Regions from separate parts of the Zea mays genome. Here region 1 is linked to region 2. The links are chromatin contacts, called in public Hi-C maps. All regions are on one chromosome and are shown on one strand. The core of a region is the stretch at or near the end of the contact, and the rest is flanking DNA. Distances in the headings are between cores, read along the strand shown. Region 1 holds the start of LOC100382072. Region 2 holds the start of LOC100382019 (Phospholipase A1-IIgamma).

Region 1 (3,602 bases), core at 833-3,332, 240 kb before region 2:
TATTCGCCCAAGGGGGAGTGTTGAGAAACCCTAATGAAGGGTAATGTGGGCAAATACCGAATATAGCCCTGAGGGCTATCGCGTCTCTATATATATAACCTATACCCCTCATATGGAATAGAGAGATAAAAAAGAGGTCAGAGGCCCAACCCTATATCCAGTGTCTCGTGTGTTTTCTCTGTCGTGCTTATGGGAAGGGAGACAGGTTCTCTACATCTTCTTGCGCCTCTACTGCTGATGGGAGAGAAGGGAGCGAATCTGGTGATCCGTGGTAACGTAGTTCTCAACACTTTCTTCCAAGTGCCTTGTTCTTTTTTTAAAAAAAAAAGAAAAACGTTTTCGAAAAGAGAAGTGAGATTCGAAAGCTTCCGAGCGCGTACGTGTCCGAATAGAATGGAGGACCCGTGCTTGAAATCGTGTCGGCGCTATTGGACAAGTATGTCGTTTTTTTTTGGACCTTTTTCTCTTGGCTCCTAACGTAATGTAGTAGTGATAATAAAAGTGTAATATGGTGGGTGGGTACAACAGCAAGTGCGGCATTTGTTGGATCTAATGATGACGGGTTTTGGTATTTTGTATTTGTATATACTCGTGTTCCCAACGTATTGTATTTTCACTATTGTTTCTGGCTTCCTTCTAGACTAGCCAGATCGTTTTGTAAAAAACAAATTTGATTATTGTTAGAAAAAAAGGAACGTCCGAACTAGACTCTTTATCCTACACCTTCGGCCTTCGCCCTCTATTTTTTTAGCTTGCTTTATTCGCCATAGAAAGTTTTGAATGTACCGAGTCTGTTGGAGTCTATACTCTTTTATTCTAAATTCTATTTTACATAGTAGCTAAATCAGTAAATTTAGTAATTTTTTGTTAATCTTTGGAGATGCTCCACCGGAGAACTTTGTAGCATGTGCTTCTGCGCGTCATAAATCTTGTACACATTGTATAAAACTAAAGTTAGCTAAAAATTTAAACACGTCTCCAAAGTTGATTTTTTTTCTTTGTTAGGCGTCAAGGCCATGCCGTGCTACCTTGTGGCCTGCCTGCCTTGTTTACCTCACTCCAACACCCACCATATATGGGTCTTTTTAGATCCATGGGGCAAAAGCAAACTGACTAAAGTTCTAAACAAAATGGACTAAAAGTTGATTAAAGCGTTTTAGCTCGTTTAGCGGCTTCCAATGGAATTAAAAGCTTTACATACATAAGCCACTCAGCAGCTGGTCCCCACACCCCACGGTTATATTAATTGTATACATACATAATCTACTTTTGGGAGTACATATAGATGTCCAAACGGGCAGCCCGGCCCGGCCCAGTCCAAGCCCGACTCGGCCCGACCCGTTTGAGCCCGGCACGGTTAGGCCCGTCCACTTAACCGTGTCGTGACGTCCGATGGACTCAAATCTCTTCCTGAGCACGACACGGTGTAGGCCCGATCGTGCCGGCCCGGCCCGAATAGCACGGCCCATTTAGTGGCTCGTGCCCGCCCGAGCCCGCAAACGCGTCCTGTCAGTCCGGGTGCGCGACGAGCATGAGCAGCATCCACGACAGCGCCAACGTCGTGGTCTCGTGCCCGCCGAAGAAGAAGGTCTTGCCCCGTCCACCAGCTCCCTCGTGGTGAGCCGCCGGTCGGTGGCCTCCTCCGTCCCGGCCAGCAGTAGCGACAGGAGGTCCTTCCCCTGGCCCGACGAGGCAGTTGGACAGGAGTCGTCGTGGTCTCCTTGCGTAGCTACTCCCAGGTCCTTCCGCTGGCCCGATAAGGCGGTTGGACAGGAGCCGCCGTGATCTCCTTGCGCAGCTGCTCCCTGAAGCTAGTAGACGCGCCGCCGCATACACGTACAGGAACGGGCCGAACGGCTCCCCAGCGCTTTCCCAGCATGGCTCCCGCATGCACGTACAGGAACGGGTCGAACGACTCCCCAGCGCTTCCCCGGCATGGCTCCTGCATGCACGTATAGTCGTACAGGAACGGCTCCGTGCCCAGATGCGCCGCCGCAGGGAAGAGAGAGCCAGCCGCCAGGAACGAGAGGGACTAAGGGAGGAAGAGTGGGTTAGGGTTTGCCGGTGGGTGTTGGGCTGGCGGCTGGGGTTGGGCCGTTGGAGTATCAGGGACTTGTGGCCTTGCGTCTTGTGGTTAAAATAAACGGGCTGGTTAAAAGGCCCCGCAGATACCGTGCCATGCTTGGGCCAGCCCAACGGACTCAAATGTCTGTCGGGCCCGGCACGCTATCCGGGCTAGGCTGAGCCTGGGCCCGCTTCAACCCGTGCCGTGACGTGCTCGTGTCGTGTTAAAATAACGTGCTTCGTGCCGGACTAACGGGCCACGTGCTTTATGGACATATATATATATATATATATATATATATATATATATATATATATATATATATATATATATATATATATATATATATATATATATATATATATATATATATATATATATATATATATATATATAGGAGTACATAACATACGTACGGCTGTTCAACGAGGACGACTAGTCTTTACGTTTGGGGGAGCATGGTCAGCATTACTATTTCGCGTTGATATTAATTTCCACCCATCCATGGACCATCTAGGCCGGTCGTCTCAGTCTCAGTCTCATCAAACGCCGTGCATCCCATTCATTCATGATACCCATACTGCTACCTACTTAGGTTTAGAGCCTGTACAGGGCTAATTACTAGTTAAACCAAACATATGTTCAGGTCATGTACAATTCCGACACCATCGTGCGCTTTTAAGTAAAAGATACAACTAAGACATACGTAGGTGCAATAAAGTTGGTAAACCTTGTGTCTTACTCACTCCGTCCTACTAGTATATCAACACTAGTATTACTGCATCGATATGTGTATGTCTAGAGAGAGCATCCATTATATTATATGACAATAACAAAAACTAGTTATTATTATATACTAGTATTTTTTTTAAAAAAATTGCTCTAAACATTCTCGAGAGGATTGTGCACTAACCTTTTAGGAGTACCATTATTCTGTTAGATGTACGTGTGATCAGTGATAATACAGACAAAGTGAAAAGGAAATGCTTGAGCTGCAAAAAAGGCATGGGCTCAATCTTCGAAACCGGGCAGCCTAAGGCCCACGCAACCTAGCCCAGCATTCCACTAGCAACACCGCCGAACCCAAGTGGGCAAGGAATGCACACTGATCCACACGAATGAATTGAATTGGGCTCAAACTCTCCCCTGCCCACTTCTGTGTCAAGTCTCAACGACCATCTTTTTTTCGCGTGGTGCCGACTGCCGAAGAACAGGCAATTACAGTAGGCCCGTTTGTTTCGTTGAATTTTAATAATTATAATTTAGACAAAACTAATTAAGTTCATATATTTATATATATAATATATTTGTATATCATCCTAAATCATACGAGAGAGATAGTTATATACTACATTTATGTTATAGTGAAGCAAGTAGAAGGATGTGCTATAAGTTGTACATCGGAAAAAATAGTATATACATCTATAAAATCAATTTTCATCCTTCACCCCATGAATTTGAGATAGGCTTATATGATAATTTTGGAAAGTGGTGGAATATCACATTCTAAAAAAAATAGTCTATTCCATTAGTAAGA
Region 2 (3,903 bases), core at 893-3,392:
TGTTTTCTATTATTTTTATTTAAATTTCTTCACTTAACCTATTATTTTACTGAACATTATTGGCAATTCTTACTTTGATATTGGCAATTCTTACAAGTTTACTTTCATTCAAATCACTTTGGTTAACGATGAATTTTATTCAGGTATGTTCAATAACAATACACACTTTGAGTTAAATTGAGTAAATATCTGAATAGAAATCTGGATTTAATTAAGATATCCATTTTGTGTTCGTATTTCGAAAATATTTGTATTCATATGTGAATTAAAATGCGGTAAAAGGTGATATTCGGATCCGATTCCATGTTAATCAGTTCAGTTAGCATCTCTATTGGCTGGTGGTAGTCTTTTTGTCCTTTTATTTATCAATTTATTACAGAGGCCGGTGCAGTGAGCGCCTCTGCAAATCTGATTGACTGAAATGAACGTAGTGTCCTTCGGTTGTGTCTTCTGATTGTGGAAGAATTCACCAATTCAAAATAATGCCGGATAAAGAAAATGACCCAAATAAAGGATCGAGGAAAAACAAGTTGAGGAAATATATAAAATATATATCTAGCTGTTTATTTATATTCGAAAATGCAAACAGGGTACAATATGGCATACACTCCATCGTTTTGTAGTGCCTCGCGTGGCATTATTGAAGAGGAAACAACACAAACATATATATACTCTCGTCGGTCTTTCTAATTAATTACAAGATATTTTGATTTTTCTAAATACATAGTTTTTATTATATATAGTATGTCTATGTGTATAATAAAAACGATATATTTTGAAAAATCAAAACGCCTTATAATTTAAAATAGAGAGATTATTATTATTATTATTATTATTATTATTATTATTATTATTATTATTATTATTATTATTATTATTATTATTATTATTAAAACGCCTTATAGTTCAGGTCAGAATTGCTCAAAATCCTTGAGCTCCCACTTGCCTTGATCGTTCTTGACCATGTTCTTGTTGTGCGGCACCCACCAGCTCGCCGGCACATGGTACTCGTCCTTGAGCGCGTCGGCGCTCTTGTTCACCAGCGCCACGTCGCGGTCCACCAGCAGCCTGAACTTGCCGTCGCTTCCCACCTCGCCGGCGACGGCGTGCATGTAGCTCTCAAGGCTGTGGGCCGTGACAAGGTTGGGCTTCTTGAGGTAGTGCGACAGGGCCGTGTCGATGTGCAGTGTGACGCCCAGGTCATGTAGCCAGCCCATGAGAAACGGCACCCAATCTTGCTGGTTCTTGACGTGGAGGACCTTGAGGTACTTGAACGAGGTGAAGGCGTCTCTGAAACTGTCGTTCCCGACGTGTGGGCACGCGAACACGATGGCCGTCACCGGGCACGGAGGCCGCCCGCCGAGGAGGCCGGAGGAGTTCACGCCGTTGCCGACGAGGTCGATGGCGTTCAGGATGGCCAGCGCCGATCCGAGGCTGTGGCCGACGACGGTGATGCTGGTGTCTTCGTCCCTGTGGAGCTCCATCAGCCTCCTCACCTCCGCCAGAACCTGGTCTCTGGCGCTGCCGTTGACAAAGAACGCCATGTCGGAGTTGGTGTCTTTGGGCGGCTTGGGTGGCTCCGTGTACAAGGACAGGAAGCCACTGTGCACGCGGGCGCACGGGTGCCCGTGCCCGACGGAGTGGTCCTCCAGGCCCAGCGCCGGCCAGGGACACGTCGGCAGAACCTCGACGTCCTTCCACCATTCCGCGCCTGTCATCGACCCGCGCCACGCCACGACGATGTCGCGCCTCCCTAGAGCTGCCACGCCCTCGCCGTCCGTGGCCACCGCGACGTACCCTATCCAAGTGAGCTTCGAATCCTCCCACGCGTACACGAACTTGGTCACCTTGTAGTGGCTGGCGGCGGCCACTCCCGACTTGGTCAGCAGGTCGTCGTGGCCGTACTTGCAGAGGCCAACGTGCGGCGAGTGCGGCTCGTTGTTGAAGCCGTCGCCGGTGGCCGCCACGAGCTCGCCGTAGGAGATGATGGACTTGCGGAGGTCCATGTCCAGCGGCTCCAGGAGGCCCTTCCACGACTTCTCGCCCTGGAGCTCGCGCCACCTCTTGGCAATGCTTCCAGTTCCGGACGACACCATGGCTACGTTCTACGTACCTTGGCGATGCTTTTGTTGTGGGTTTCGGTTGTGGTTTCTTCGCTAGTTCGCTTCGGCTTTGGGCCTTTTTATAGCACTTACTTAAGTATGCATGCACGTCACGTCGTCCAAGCCAGCTGAGTGCCGACGACAACATTTCATTGTGATCGCATGCTTCTAGTTAACGAGGCAGATGAATGAGATGTCTTGAAAAAAAATTCTCAAGATTTTGTATATATGCCACTCGTTTCAACACAGATCTAGTTGGAAGTTGGAACAGCTTCCTAATGAACGCATCATTTTAATGCTACTTTGACCTGGCAACGCTTACTAATCATGATGCGGCGACATGTCACTTGTCCCCCATAACTACCGTACTAACGTTCACTTGTCACCGCATTACACGGTCATATACACGATGTGCTACACACAGCTTGAACCGTGGAGTGATGTACGTCGCAATATATGGAATTCGTCTTATGCCCCGTTTGTTTCGTTGGAATTGAATTCCATTTTAATAATTATAATTTAGACAAAACTAATTAAGTTCATATATTTATATATGTAATATATTTGTATATTATCCTAAATCATATGACAGAGATAGTTATATACTACATTTATGTTATAGCGAAGCAAGTAGAAGAGTGTGCTATAAGTTGTACATCGGAAAAATAGCATGTAAATCTATAGAATCAATTTCTATCTCTCACCTCATGAATTTGAGATAGGCTTATATGATAACTTTGGAAAGTGGTGGAATATTACATTCTAAAAAAATAGTTTATTTTATTAGTAAGATTTCAATTCTTCAAAATGAAAGGAAACAAACGGGACCTATAGAAATCCTCAATGACCAAATAAAATTTCAAAAACTCATTTACACTTAAATTTTCAAAACACCTGGTCAATATTAGAAATGCATCTCTATTCGAACAAAGGTTAATTTTGTCTCATTCATGTTGGTATACCGTCTCTCTATCCCGGACATTTGCATCCACTAGCGATCAGAAAAGCATATCTCTTGAACCGTTAGTTTCTGTGATCCTGCAGTGGAGGATGATGAATAAGGTTTTTGGGAATCGCTTTTCGTGCGACTGTTCCTGACTTGAATGACGGCTCATCTTGCATATCCCCTCTGTCACTGAATTATTTTACTCGTCTTCAATAACAACGCTATCCAACCATAGTAAACTATTCCACCATTAGTTAACCACTCCATGATCTAGTCTATTATTTCATCATACGTGCAGATTCAATCATATTGTTGTTCCTATTGATATTGCTCGATTCAACTAGTATGTTAATGTTATACATGTTATTACCTGAGTTTAAGATCTATATAGTCTAGAATTAATCATGAATTTGTCTAATTACTTAACAATGGTAGAATTAATTGTGAGACCATCATGGTGACCCACTTGCACACATGGGGAATGCATGGGAGCTATCCACGAGGTTACCAAATTGGGAGCTTGGCACTTTGAGAGATCCAACATGGACTTTGGGTAAACTTGAGTGTCCCGATACATCTACGAAAATCGTTGTTGATGGGAGTTTGCATTCTATATCGCATTTGAACTTTTGTATTACTTTGGTTGTGTGCTTTACATTTCTAGCATATCTTGCTAGGTTACATAATTGTTTGATGGTAAAGTCAGCAATCACTTAGCAAAATCTTAGTTACACATCTAGATAGATATCTTATATAACTTTTGTTAAATAGGCAATTAGATGCTATTTTAGTTTTGGACTAGTCAAAATGTCATTTCCACTATGCGGGCAATCAACGAAAAAGTCCAATGATCCT

Evidence for each region. A called contact is a pair of places that touch in the nucleus more often than the background predicts.
Region 1: a contact with region 2 is called in a Hi-C map of leaf, with 7 times the contacts expected there. The contact joins the promoter of LOC100382072 here to the promoter of LOC100382019 in region 2. A contact is called at or near these places in 3 of 25 Hi-C or Micro-C datasets (ear, endosperm and leaf).

Annotation. Positions count from the first base shown.
Region 1 is chr8:137,419,518-137,423,119 of Zm-B73-REFERENCE-NAM-5.0, reverse strand. LOC100382072 reads right to left here and starts at 2,082. Exons shown (of 1, transcript NM_001174835.1): 1 at 1,116-2,082. The coding sequence starts at 1,890. The coding sequence ends at 1,510.
Region 2 is chr8:137,181,182-137,185,084 of Zm-B73-REFERENCE-NAM-5.0, reverse strand. It overlaps LOC100382019 (Phospholipase A1-IIgamma), which reads right to left and starts at 2,142. Exons shown (of 1, transcript NM_001174785.1): 1 at 865-2,142. The coding sequence starts at 2,096. The coding sequence ends at 912.